Regions from separate parts of the Sus scrofa genome. Here all the other regions are linked to region 3. A link is a contact called in public HiChIP or PLAC-seq data. All regions are on one chromosome and are shown on one strand. Each heading gives the region's core, a stretch centred on a gene start, on an enhancer-like site or on the middle of the called end of the contact. The rest is flanking DNA. Distances are from core to core; before and after follow the strand shown.

Region 1 (4,382 bases), core at 1,830-4,329, 590 kb after region 3:
GTGGTATAGGCCAGAAGCTACAGCTCTGAGTCGACCCCTACCCTGGGAACTTTCATATGCCGCAGGTGTGGCCCTAAAAAGCAGGAAAAAAAAAAAAGAAAGAAAGAAGTGAACCATTGCAAGCATTATAGTATACTTCTTTTAAAAATAGGCATTGATTTTTTTTTTTTAGTAGTATGTTCTTCTTTTCTTTTTTGCTTTTCATTTTCTTTTTAGGGCCACACCCATGGCAATGGAAGTTCCCAGGCTAGGGGTCAAATCAGAGCTGCAGCTGCCAGCCTACACCACAGCCATAGCAATGCTGGATCCTTAACCCACTGAGTGAGGCCAGGGATCAAGCCTGCATCCCCATGGATACTAGTAGGGTTCTTAACCTGCTGAACCACAACAGAACTCTAGTAATACATTGTTAAATATCTACACACGATGCTTTGGTCTGCTTCAGAATAATCTGGAGTTGGGGGAAGAAGGTACAGATTAAGCAAAGCTGATAATCATTGAAGCTGGGTAATGTTTATATAAGGGTTCTCTCTCTGTCTCTCTGTCACACACACACATACACATATTTTCAGTTTCCATGATAAAAAGTTTAATACAATCAGTAGGAAGCCTGGGATTTGTCTCAGCCCAGTGACTCTGAAGCATGAGATAAAAGCTGAGCAGGGGGGGGTGAAAAATGTCTCTTTGGTATATTGCTCGGTAATCAAGAATCTGAAAGTCAATGGATTAAATATGTAAATAATTTATTGTTTTTAAATGAGTTTTCATGTGCCTATGTCCTCTGTGTAACTGGGAGTTCCCTACCTGTGCTGGGTTTTATTCCTATCTGTATCCCTAACCTTTAGCATAGTGCCTGTCATACTGTAGGTGCTCATAAGTGTTTGTTGAGCAAAAGGATGCTTGAATTCATATCTTACACAAGACCTGAAACAGCCCCAAGATGGCACAGGTCCACAAACTTCTTTGTAACTTGAATCGAAATCAATGCTTCCAACCTCTTTTTATTTTTATTTTTTATTTTTTAGCTGTTTCCGAACAATAAATTGTTCAAATCCTAAAATAGCAAAGTCGAGAGGGACGTAGAGATCATATTATAGATGAGAAAACCAAGGTGCAGAGGAGGAAATGAACTTTCCAGGGTCACACAGCTGGTAGGGACAGAGGCTGGACCGGAATTCAGGCTCCTGGAGCCCAGGCTGGGCTGTTTTTGTTCTACCACCCATTTCCATGGCTGTGAATTGGACACATACCCACAATTATTTTCACAGGTGAGGAAAAGAGAACTTCGAATAACCTAATTCCCCATGGTCTTGGTAATTGTCACTCCAAAGCTCTCTCCAGAGTTCTCCACATTGGGTTTTATCTCTTACTTCAGGAAAACTTAAACTTGAAAAACCTTCATTTTCAAAACCAACAGAAGGGGTGATTATTCTCATTAGAAAGAACTTGGTACACATTTTTTATAAAGAGGTGAACTCTCTCAAGTGTCTTTAAAATATGAGGCAGTTTGTAACAATTTGATCTGCATCCAGCTTGTTAGGAACCAAGCAACTGAATAAAATCAAGCACAGCCCAACCCACAGTCTCACAGTCCTGCCATGTCAAGTGTCACAAGGGCGCTTTCGACATTCCAAAGCCAAAAAATAAACAAATCAATCAAAGATCACACACCAAGAGTAGAAATAAATTGGGGGGGAACTCAAGCATTTTGCAACATTATATCTTTTTAAAAGCATACTTTGATTTAAACAAGGTTTTAAGTTAAAATATTAGGAAAATCATGCCTTATAGTTTTATCTTTTTGGCACTAAAAGGAGCATAACTCTAGTGGTCTTTTGTGTCATTCATGTTCCGGGCTTTTCCTTGCAAAACTATTTCGCAGCTTTGCCCGGTGCTGCTTTTAAGAATCTTGTGACACTTCCATCCCCCCATGTAGCAGGGGTGGCCAGATTTCTTTGCTGTTAAGAAGATTACTGAGATGTCCTCCTTTATAAAACCCAGAAGACTCTGGGAGTAACAGGAAAGAACAAACAAGAGATGTCAAGGAGACAAGCAAGTGCTGCTCTTCAAAGCGCTCTAAGCAAGGAGAGGTCAAAGAATGTTTTAACAGCCACTGATAAAGCAGGAGCTCTGGAAGCCAGGTACCGGGCGCGAACTTCCTAAGCAAGCAGAGGGGTTAACTTCCATCTTCCATTAAGGGTTAAGCTCTAAACCCAAGAACTTTGGGTGAGTCAGGCCCAGAGCCCTGTGGAGAAAGGAGACACCTTATATCTAATCAGCCCTGCCTCAAAATAGCTCTCTCTTTGCTGGGGCAGAGACCCATCATCCCTACACGGCACAGCACAGCAAAGCACAGTGGTGTGGAGGTGCCCCAGCCCCACTTAGAAAGTCTCCGAGTGTGCTTTCTTCATCTGTTGCACAAGCTAGAGCTCCCTGGGTGAAGCAATGCGTAATTTAGAAAACTTCAAGATGGCTTGCCCAGAATCAGGACATTCCAGTCAGGAAGGACCTTACAATTTACCTGGATCAACCAGCCATTTTACAGATGGATAAACTGAGACCCAGGGAGATGAACCGATTTGTACAAGAACTCACGGGAAGTCCGTGGCTGGGCTAAAGGCTAAAACCCAGAACTAGAGCAGACACTTTTCTTTCTTTAGCCGAAAAATGAATGAAACACTCATGCCCCCAGTCAACTTTCCTTTCTTCTGTTGTTAAGGAAATCATTTCCAATGCCCCAAGAGTGTCTGAATCAACTCTCTCACAGGCAGTTCTTGTTTAAACTCTTCCATTGTGAGTCTCTCAAACTTCCTCTTCGTAATCCAGACAGCTTTACTTTTGAGGTTCTATAGATGAGCAGCCACAGTTGTTTTTTCCCCTCCGGCTGCTGGAAGAGAATGTTACAAATGGGTAATTGAAAACCTCCGGGAGTTGATTAGAATGGGGTCAGACAGAAATGCTCACCGGGCTCATCAGTGGCTCTCCCTGCCAAGGGTTGTGACTCACAGCTCGGGATGTGCCCTCCCAGGCGCCATCTTCGAGATGGCACAGCTCAGACATTCCTGCCGCCACACTTCCCTTCTCGCCATTTGCATACTGTTCCCCTTTGTGCATCCTCTACACAGTATGGGCTCTGTCGAGAGCTGTACGAGGCACACAAGGTCTAAACAGGAGCGGGGCCAAGCCTGGGGCTTGCAAAGTTCGCTGGCAACTGGGCAAAGGAATGGAATATGGAACATGGACCAAGGGCTGGAGGTTGTAGTTGGGAAATGTGTGGCTCCATCTAGCATGAAACAGTTTTCTTCAGGTTATTACCACCCAGGACTTTGTGTCGGAGACTGAAGAGAAATAAAGTGCTAAGAGGCAGAAACTGAATTTCACAGCCCTTCCATTTCTCCATGATTGTCATTTACTAAATGTTTCCCATTATTTCTTGCATGAGTCCCTTGGCTGGACTTCTCACGGCTCTTAGGTGGAAATTGGTCCCTAGTTGTTTCTTATGTCGGATTTTTCTCTTCTAGCTAGATTCCAAGTCACTCTCCATAAGGGCCAGGGCTTTGTAATTCCCTTAGAGCCGCCCACCATAGTGCTGGGCACACAGCAGGTACATGATAAATATTTAGTAACTATGTCCTACTGGGTGGGTACTGCAGTTCCAGACTCACTTTGTGCTAAAGCCAGATCATACCATGAAGACCCTCATTTTACTCACAAGAAGGCAAAAGGCAAAGAAAAAGGATCATCCAAGGTGTACACACAGAGAATCGCAGAGACAGGCCTCAATCCTAGGTCTTTTGAAACTAGGATTCAGCCCTATCTGTCAATCATCTATTATAGGATGGAGACAAAGTATTGTGCCGAAGACCTTTAGGCTAAAGTCAGTGAGAAGCGAAATAGTATTGGTTGGCTCATTGCTTGAAGGCACTTACTTAAAATTTTCATGTTAATTTTTTAAAGGACATTTTAATTGATACATCCTTGGCTTATTACACAAGTTACACAAACATTCTCATATTTATGTAATTATAAAAGTATATTTTTTTCTAGCAGGAGTTCAGTCATAATTGTTTTATCAGAATAAAATGTCTCCTTTTTTAATTTTGGTTTTTTTTTTTTTTTTTGCTTTTTTATTTTTTAGGGCCATAGCTGCAGCATAGGGTTCAAATTGGAGCTGCAGCTGCCAGCCTCTGCCACAGCCAGAGCAACTTGGGATCAGAGACACATCTGCAATCTACACCACAGCTCACAGAAACGTCAGATCCTTAGCCCATTGAGTGAGGCCAGGGATTGAACTGCATCCTCATGGATACTAGTCGGGTTGGTAACCTGTTGAGCCACAACGGGAACTCCAAAATGTTTCCTTTTTTAGCTGAAGATCTAAG
Region 2 (4,729 bases), core at 688-3,187, 600 kb after region 3:
GCCATCCCCATAACAGCAAGGCCTTCCTGCCCCCAGGTGGGGAAAGAGCCCACCGCCGACAGCGGGCAGCACCCAGCTCAAGGGATACAATTTCAGGGCCCAAACAAGACTCAGATGGCTCTGGTCCTCCAAACTCTCTCCCATACACTAGTCCAAAACTCACTTTCAAGGCCCACTGTAACCATCCCTGGGGGTGAGGGAGGGGTGGGGAATGACACGTCACAATGTTTAAAAGAACACTGGGGAGAGCATTAGCATGGAGCCCACCAGGAACCACACTTTAACACCCGATCTGTGGCCTCTGTCTCCTCTTCTTTAACGTATAAAGCTAATAGAATGTGATGACATGACACTGCTGCTCTAGGCACTTTTTATGTACGTTGTCATTCCGAGCTCACAATAGCCTGAGTCCCATTTTCCCCATGAAGCAGGCATGTGGGTGAGGTCACCTAGCCACGGTCACAGGAGCAAAGCTGGACTTGGAACTCAGGCAGTCAGGTGGCAGCGTCCCTGCTCTTGCTTCTTATGGCAATAACGAGGCCTTACTCTCAGGTGAGAGGCCAGACTGAGAGAAGTCCTACATCTAAAGTTTCTGACACGAAACACGAACTCAGTTAATACTATTTTCCTTCCCTGGGCTCTTGGATTTGGGAGGAGGGAGCCACCGTCTGCCTCTCTCTGCAAAGGTTTGTCTTGCGCATGTGGGTGCTTGGTCGGTCTCTGAGAGATGAATGACAGGACAGGTTTTGCCAAGGTGCATGGCAGGAGTGAGGAAAGGGGAGCGCTAGAAATAGAAGTGTGTGTGCACATGCACACACACAGGCTAAGGCTGTGGCAAATGCCATGGTTTTCCTGGGGCCTGACCACCACTCCACTGGCTGCAAGTTTGTGAGGGACTGTGAGGGGGGGCTTTGACGCCTACTGTCCTTTACATCATGGTGTCGGCCGCAGAGCTTCCCAGGAGCCCAAGCAACGGGGAAGCCATCAGGGAGGAGGAGCGACCCCCCCCCCCTGCCACCCCAGCTCTAGTGCCTGGAGGATTAGAGGTTGCTCCTAGGGGTGGCCATGTGTGTGGTGGGTGGAGCTTGGGGGGCCTGGTGAGAGGAAATAGGGCTGTTCTGTATTCTAAGTTAGCCAGGCCCACACCCAAGCAGTGGCTGCCCCCGCCCTGCTCTGGCTTGAGTCAACCACTGGCAAACGGAGAGCGTTTCTTAGCACCAGAAAGGGGTCTCTGTGGGGGCAGAGAGAGCCAGCTCTCTGTGGAAGATCTCCAAGCCCCGCGGGCACAATTCCACCAGAATACAGCCTCACCGACCCAAGCAGTCTGGGCGATGGTTACTGAGGTGCATTCATCTCTGTTTATCAAGATGACACGGGCCAAGGCCATGTGTACCGGGGCCAAAACAAGCAGACCTTGACAGGGCAACATACCAATGTGTTGGTTTCACCACGTTCTCTCCGAATGTCCCTCAGCTCAGTTGACACAGCAGGCTGGGGATGGTGGAAGATGGCCCAGGGACTGCCGCACCCTGCTCCGACGTTAACTGTGTGTTCACAGGCATAGCCTGCGCAGCCAGGGTACAGGGGAGCAAGGCAGAACTTTTCCACAAAGGGGACTCACTGAATCCCAGTGGCTTGGAGGTTTGGGGAGTGGTGGTTTAAAAAAATCCCACCCACTGCTTCAGTTTGCTCTGCTCTTTGTAAGGACAGTCACAACCCCAAACTCCTGGAGACTTTAATCCAGTCCCTGTTTGGTTTCATCCCTCATGACCAGCTGAATTGGGCTTTTCTGAAATGTTCAAGATTTGCAAAGGATAGTTCAGATCCTGATTCCATCACCGGCATTTCAGAAGGGTTCTTAAAATGACAAAATGGTTCCTTTGCACTCTCCACATCTTCATCATTGAATATTTATGAAGTGCCCACACTGGGGTTGCTGTCCAGTTCTGAACCCAGATAAGAGGGGAGGTTCTTTATTCTCTTGGGGGCAGGGTGTGTGTGGGGGTGCTTAGTCAACTGTATATTTCTTTTAACTTCTGAAAGCTTTCCTGTTCCTGGGTGGGGGGAATGTCAGTTTGTTTTTGCAAGAGAAAGAGTAAACTTTTGCTAATGCATAGTGTTTCGTCAATTATCATTTGGGGTTTTCGACAGTGCTTGTTTTCTGAAACTCTCATCACCTCATTTCTTTGCACTAAAAATACTTGAGGCGGTTGAACATTGGTTGAACTCATGACTGTGGCAGTTTGCAAATTGAAGGGATGCTTTCATTTTTTCCGACCCATTCTCTCCTTTTCCACTCCACCCAAAAACAAATCATGCAGATACCGCATTGCTGGAGTGAGTCACCAGGGAATCTATCTCGTGCTGAGTTCTCTGCCATCCGCGGTCCAACACTGCCCCCTCGTGGTCAGAGCATGGTCATCTCTGCGCTCACAGTCTCCTACCCCCATGAGAGCAAGGGCTGCTTGCTGGCCAGTCTTCAGGTGCTGGTGGTTGGAACAGCTTGGGAGGTCCGAGTGGCCTCAGGGTCCCTGGGCACTCAAGGCCATGCTATGTACTCTCCAGGGTGAAAGGCTCTGGGCTGTGGACTTGGCTTTTGCCTCCCATTCGAGACACAGTGCACCAGACTCAAAGTCCTTCCCTAGGAATTGGATGCTTAACTTAGAAAGGTGCACAAACTCTTCCGGGCCTTTGAAGGAGATCCCTCAGTATGGGGCTGGGTTTAAATCACCTCCCTGTTCCCAGAGCCCTGGACCCTCACCTGACATTTGGTAAATACTCCATAAATACTTGGGAATGGACTTCAGTTAGTTTGTCATCAACAGTTATGTTCTAGGCATTTCCATCATGGCACAGTGGAAAGGAATCCAACTAGGAACCATGAGGTTGTGGGTTCGATCCCTGGCCTCGCTCAGGGGTTAAGGATCCAGCATTGCCGTGAGCTGTGGTATAGGATGCAGATCTGGATCTGGCATTGCTGTGGCGTAGGCCAGCGGCTACAGCTCTGATTCAACCCCTAGCCTGGGAAACTCCACATGCCGCGGGCGCAGCCCTGAAAAGCAAAAAAAAAAAAAAAAAGTTCTTAGTACTGACTGTTTTGGGTCCCTGGTTAAGACTAGGCATCTAGAGTGTGTATAAAGGACAGTCCCAGCTCTGATTGGAGTTGTTGAAGAATTAGGCTGGACACAAGAGATGACACTTGCCAGTGTTGTCATTGCTCAAGGAATAACATAGGCAGTAAGCAGCACCAGTGTGTGGGGGAAAAGGAGAGATCCTCTGAGCCATGACACAAGGGTCAGCTTATCTGATTGGTGAGATTGTGCTGTGCCTTTAAGGAAGTGATGATAATCAGATCTATCAAATACCTCCTACGCTATACCAATGTCCTTTATGTTTATCATTAATTCTCACAACAGTCATGCCAGGGAAATGTTATCAGTGCCTACCCACAGATGAAGAAACTCAGGCTCAGAAGAGCTAGGCAATTCTACCCAAGGCCACACAGCACCAAGCAGGACCAAGAGACTTCGAATGCAGGTCAGTCTAAATCAAGAACCCATGCCTCTTCCGCTACCCAGAGCCAAGGAGGAAACATCACAGACATTATCAGGTACCTTTCTTTGGGCTTAACTTGAAGCAGCTTCCAAAGCAAGCTGCTACTGCTTCTAGGAAGCAAGGGCCAAGTGGGATAGAGCTGGGGGCCTCCAGTTCTCTGGGCATGACAACGAACAGGGTGGTGGTGGTGGAGTCAGAGGGTTACTGGGAGCAATCCCAGGACTGGCCAGCTGGGCTGAGGTGTGGGCATCAGCATGATTGCTGGACAAGTTCCCAGGGGCACAGCAGGTAAGCAGCATTCACTGCCAAGCTCCAAAAGATCCAAGGATTTCAAATCTTATTATCTGGGCACCTTATAAAGAGGCCAGTGATTCCAGGCTTGGTAGGGAAAGATTTGATTAAAATAGGACTCTAGCAAAGCCATGTAGGTTGATTATGTGGACAAACTTGTTTGGGTTTGAAGTGTCTCCCCCCACCACCATAGGGTTACTGAAAAATGCGAAGCAAGTTAATTTATTTAAACAGAATGGCACATGGAACATAGTGCTTCTATAAATTGAGGTTGCTGTCTTTATTCATCTGCCAGCAGAACTTAGCAAAGGCCTATACCCTTAGAATTGTTATCAAGTGTTCAGGCCCTACTAAGGGCCCAAGTGAGGCTAAACTGGACGAGTCTAAAGATACTATTGCTCCTTTGGAAAAAGTCCTTATTGTGTTCTGAGTAAGGCTTGCAGGTCAGCAGGTGAGAGAGTGAGATCTTCTATCCCGTCCAGTCAAATAGTGACCTCTAGAGGCGATAGTACTTATTACTACCTTGTACTGCAAACTGAAAGGCTCCTGCCTGGAAAGAACAGATTGTCAGAGGATGGGAACTAACCACGAGGGAGAGAGGTTGTCCTGGACAGCTGTTCTGGAAATTGCAGCCAGAAAGCACTAAGAACTGGCAGTATAGTTATCTTGACCTTCAAAGGTCACTTTATCCCCTCTAAAGCCAGTACTGTTGAGAAAGTCCAAAAGCTTCTTGTTTTATACTTCTAGAGAATGTGCAAATGGTAGAATCTTTAGGAAAATCACATGTGTGAAGTCTTAAAATGTTCAGCTCAAAAGACACATGAGCTAGCTTAAGGGGGCTCCCACTGCCCACATTTGGGATAGTTTGAGCAACAAAATAAAT
Region 3 (4,670 bases), core at 2,159-4,658:
ATTTTAGAAAAATGGGCTCAAAAATCACAGGATCGGAATTCCCGTCGTGGCGCAGTGGTTAACGAATCTGACTAGGCACCAGGAGGTTGTGGGTTTGGTCCCTGCCCTTGCTCAGTGGGTTAATGATCCGGCGTTGCCGTGAGCTGTGGTGTAGGTTGCAGATGTGGCTCAGATCCCGAGTTGCTGTGGCACTGTCATTGGCCAGCGGCTACAGCTCCAATTGGACCCCTAGCCTGGGAACCTCCATATGCCACGGGAGCGGCCCAAAGAAATAGCAAAAAGACAAAAAAAAAAAAAAAAAAAAAATCACAGGATCACATTTCCCTAATAGCAATTTCAGGAGTGCCCACTCCTATTCCCTCCCCTTCAGGCACCGCTAGGCCTGGTTAGAGCCTGCAGCTAAGTACAGCAAGGAGGGAGATGTTCCTGGGAGATCTGAGGAGAGGGTTGAGGACTGGTGGCTGTGGTGACCAGCCCCTGCCCCCAAAGGCCACACCTCAGTCCTAAGTCTTCCTGCTGCACTCTCAGCCCAGCAAGGAGCCCCAGGAATGAGCACACCCATGTCTCTTACCATAGCTATTACCCATCCAAACAGGTAAGGTGGCATGTTTTCCTCTTGCTCTTTAGGTAACAGAACTGTCTCACAGCTTCTCACCCAACCATCTGTCCCCAAGATGAGCACTTAGTCTGTTACCTCTCCCAGAAGGAAGTAGATGGAGGTGGAGATAAATTTGATTAAACTTAAAACATTTAAAAATCCTTTTTGAAGAACAGCCCAGGATATGCTGGGAGATAAATGGTGCAGACCTCCTCCCCCTCCATCACTTTTCTTAGGTCTATGCAGCAGGGTAAGCATCACTACCTCTGTGCTCCTGGAACCCCTCCAACCCCCCAACTCCTCCTGGACTGTGGGGTTCCCTGCCTGGGGAATGCTCCCTCTTATGAAAGCTGCCCCCACCTTCTCTTATTTTCACTTATGCTCTGGGAACAGATTAAAAACCACACAATGAGGAGGAAATAGGGAAACTGTCTATAAACAAAAGAGCTGAAATGTAATCCAGTGATTTCAATCCCAATTCTATGTATTGAGTACTTATTCTATATCTGGCACCACACTAGGCACAGAGAATTCTGAGATAAGCACAGGACACTGCTCTCAACAGCTCAGGGACTGCCTGAGGAAGACTGAATTAAGCAATCTGTCTCCTAGTTCATTCAGCAGATCTTTGAGAGCTTACTCTACCCAACACCTGGGACAGCACAGGGAACCAGAAAGATACCAACCTTCAAGGAGCTTACATTACAGTAGGAGAGGCACATAATATATAAACATATAAAATCACTTCAAGTGAGAAGGTCTATTAAGTAAATATAGTGTTGCAATACAGCCTAACTGGGAAATGAGTGAGCCTGCTTTTAGGTAATATCCTTGCCCAAGGCCCTTCTGGGATATGTGTGTTCTGAAACCTGAAGTGGAGGACACAGCATGTGAAAACCGCTGGAAAGAGCAGACGCAGGGAAGAGGAGTACAAAGGCCCTGAGGTGGGGAGGCACTTGGCTTGTTCTAGGAAGCACCAGCCTGAGGCTAATGTGGCCAACATGCAGTGAGCAAAAGAGGCGAAGGGCACAGGCAGGGGACAGATCACACAGGACTCCAGAGGAGTCATGAGTTTTGTTCTACATGTAGCAAATTCTTTGGAGGGTTTTAAGAGGAGGGACATGCTGTTATTTTAATTTTTAAAGATTGCTCTCACTGCTGTGTGAAAAGCAGAATGAAAAGGCAAGGATGGATTGTCCAGGTAACAGGTGTTGGCTGGACTAGCAAGGATGGTGGCTTTGTAGGTAAAGTAGGATTCTGTAGGCTTTGGAAAGAGAGACTGGACTTTTGGATGCCTTGGCAAGAAGAGGGATGAGCTGAGGATTCCTGTCATGCTAATAGAGTGATCACTGACATCCAAAGGGGGAGCTAATATTGCTGGAATGGTTGAAAAAAGAGAGAGAGAGAGGCAGCTCCTGGACTGTGGGAGTACTGTAGGTAGCTAAAGATACATTTCAGTGGAAAAATGAGTCAGTCATCTCCCCAGAGCATTTCCTCCCAGCAGGGCTCTGGCTGGTAGCAGGACGGGCTTCTATGCTCGGGCTTCCATGCTCAATGCACAAGAGAAAAGGATGTTGTCTTAGCAAGAAGCTGCTACCAGGACAGCTTACCATATCCTCTCCCTTTCTACTCCCACCTCTGGCCAGCCCAGCACCAAAGGTTCTGCCCTCAGTCAGCTGTGACTGGGCCCCTTGATATAGTGAGGCTACTAGATTGGGGCCGCTGGGGACTCCCAGCAGATAGAAAGCATGCAGTGCCAGCAGTTATAAGGAAATTTCTAATGGGCAAAGGCAGGCAGCTGCTTCTTTGAATGTACCTAAGGTGAGCATAAACTGGAGAGGTTTTGCTAAGCATCAGCAGACAGGAGAAACAGGAAAGAAGCCACAGCTGCAGGCAGTCCCGTCAGCAGCTCAGGTCCCCAACCTCCAGCCTCAAAGCCCTTGTGAGGTTCCCCACCAGCTACTCAGGGAAGTCCGACTCCTCAGCACTCAGGCCCTTCCCATCCAGGGCTCATCACCCCTCCCTCACCTCCTCTGGGATCCTAATCCCCAGAATAGTGGTCCTCCCCCTGCGGAGTGTCCACCACCCTAGCCTGGAAAAATCCTGGTCCATCCCCAAGGCCCAGCTCAAAGTGACTCAGTCCTGGAAGGACTTCCCTGACACCTGCCAGCCCGTGACACTTGCCAGACCTCCCTCACTCCCCAATTATTGCACTCAGGGTAACACCTTGGTTGCAAAACTGCTAGCTCGTGGGATGTTTGTGTGATCTCTAGTAGATGAAAATGTTTTCAAACAGTTGCCAACATTTAAAAAAAAATGGGCAGCAACTTCACATAAAATTCTGGATGTTATGGCTTTTCTTGAATATTTAAGTCTTGCAACACTATATATACATGTATATATTTCATGTTTTATTCAAGTACTTTATGGTTTCATTTTTCTAATGTTTAGATCTCTTTTCTTATTGGTGTAATGAATGAAGAATGTTTTTTCCTCACATGGCTAACCCACTATATTTTAGACCCAAAATTTCCAACAAATCCAGTTTCTAGATTTGGGTCTCATTGCTGCAGTCTCACTTTAGCACAGTAGTTTAGATCTCTGATGCTCCAGAGCTGGTGGGAAACCAAACTCTCTTCTAGGAGAGGAAAGCGTTACCAGAACCAGTGAGGAAGTCCTACACTATTCCACCAAACTCTAAGGCTTCTGAGGAGAGCACTGAGTGGAGACAAGGTCACTCTGGCCAACATGACTGCAGGCAGAGGAAGGGTGAGGCTCAAACCTCAGCATCAGTCATCAGGAATGTATTTCACCACGGTCTCCACAGAGGGTCAGACTATTCCTGAAAGAAAGTCTGCCTTTGTTCCTTGTCCTAGTGTAACACATGCCCTTGGCCTATTTCTTGCAATAAATACTAGCTAGCCCTAGATGATCTCACCCTTTCCTAGGGCTTCAATTAGCATGACGGTGCAGATAACTCCTAAACTCTCAACTCCAGTCCTTTGCTACCACTAAGGTCCACAGCTGCCCTTCTGGCTGCCTACGAGTCACTTCTTTTTTTTTTTTTTGTCTTTTTAGGGCCACACTTGTAAGTTCCCTGGCTAGGGGTCGAATTGGAGCCATAGCTGTGGGCCTACGCCACAGCCACAGCAATGCTATATCTGAGCCACGTCTTCGACCTACATCACAGCTTGAGGCAACACCAGATCTTTAACCCACTGAACAAGGCCAGAGGTCAAACCTGAGTCCTCACGGATACTAGTCAGGTTCATTACCCCTGAGCCACGATGGGAACTCCTACCAGTCACTTCTACGTGAGATCCCATAGGCACCTTCACTTCAACACATCCTACTCCAAACTTCTTGTGCTCCAGACTTCTGTGGATCCTGTATCAGTATCTTCCTAGTCACCCAGTCTTTAAGTTGCCATCAGCCTCCAAAATGTCTCTCCAAGTCACTCTCCTTTTCTACTCCACTGCTAACTGTCTAGGTAATGCTTATTGTCTCTGGCTGGGACTGCAATTAATTTCTAACATCTGTGTCCCCTTTCAATCTCCTTCCAACTCATCCTTCAAAATACCTCTAGGTGTCTAATGGGGTCACTCACAGCTGAGAAGTCCTCTGAAATTCCCACTGCCTACAGCATTAAGCCCCAACTCCAAAAAATGGAATTCGAGGCCTTCCACTCTTTACCGGAATTTCTTTTTTCCATATTCCCACCATCCCCACACTTCATTCATTCACTCTACACTTCTATCACTCCATTTCACAGACTCCACTTTTTCACGCTATTCTCTCTACCTGGTATTCCTGTTAATCCCTCACAAGGATTCTAACTGATTCTCTCCTTATCTTTGGACCCCTGCTGTTCACAGGTGGCTATTAAGTGCACATAAGGCAGCCAATCCAAATGGAGATGTGCTCTTAGTGTCAAATGTACACCTGATTTGAAAGACTTAGTACTTTAAAACATGTAAAGCATCTTTTTTTTTTTTTTTTTTTTTTTTTGTCTTTTGCAATTTCTTGGGCTGCTCCCGCGGCATATGGAGGTTCCCAGGCTAGGGGTCCAATT

The links. HiChIP or PLAC-seq counts read pairs in DNA pulled down with a chosen protein or histone mark.
Region 1: an H3K27ac HiChIP or PLAC-seq map of alveolar macrophages shows a contact between it and region 3. The contact joins two enhancer-like sites. A contact is called at or near these places in 3 of 47 Hi-C or Micro-C datasets (embryonic fibroblasts, liver and subcutaneous adipose tissue) and 1 of 2 datasets of contacts at active chromatin or transcription factors (alveolar macrophages).
Region 2: an H3K27ac HiChIP or PLAC-seq map of alveolar macrophages shows a contact between it and region 3. The contact joins two enhancer-like sites. A contact is called at or near these places in 1 of 5 promoter capture datasets (liver), 7 of 47 Hi-C or Micro-C datasets (alveolar macrophages, embryonic fibroblasts, fibroblasts and 3 more) and 2 of 2 datasets of contacts at active chromatin or transcription factors (alveolar macrophages and skeletal muscle).

What each region holds. Positions count from the first base shown.
Region 1 is chr13:96,953,027-96,957,408 of Sscrofa11.1, forward strand. No RefSeq gene overlaps it. Among named protein-coding and RNA genes, the nearest start is that of CCNL1, 49 kb to the right of the region's middle. Within about 2 kb of position 3,080, at least 12 of the 83 cell types and tissues checked have an H3K27ac peak or open chromatin away from gene starts, as enhancers often do. A contact at or near this core is called in alveolar macrophages, where this site is marked.
Region 2 is chr13:96,971,309-96,976,037 of Sscrofa11.1, forward strand. No RefSeq gene overlaps it. Among named protein-coding and RNA genes, the nearest start is that of CCNL1, 31 kb to the right of the region's middle. Within about 2 kb of position 1,938, at least 19 of the 83 cell types and tissues checked have an H3K27ac peak or open chromatin away from gene starts, as enhancers often do. A contact at or near this core is called in alveolar macrophages and skeletal muscle, where this site is marked.
Region 3 is chr13:96,365,608-96,370,277 of Sscrofa11.1, forward strand. All of the region lies in intron 14 of KCNAB1 (potassium voltage-gated channel, shaker-related subfamily, beta member 1), which reads left to right. It also overlaps a transcript of SSR3 not described here. Among named protein-coding and RNA genes, the nearest start is that of SSR3, 22 kb to the right of the region's middle. Within about 2 kb of position 3,409, at least 15 of the 83 cell types and tissues checked have an H3K27ac peak or open chromatin away from gene starts, as enhancers often do. A contact at or near this core is called in alveolar macrophages and skeletal muscle, where this site is marked.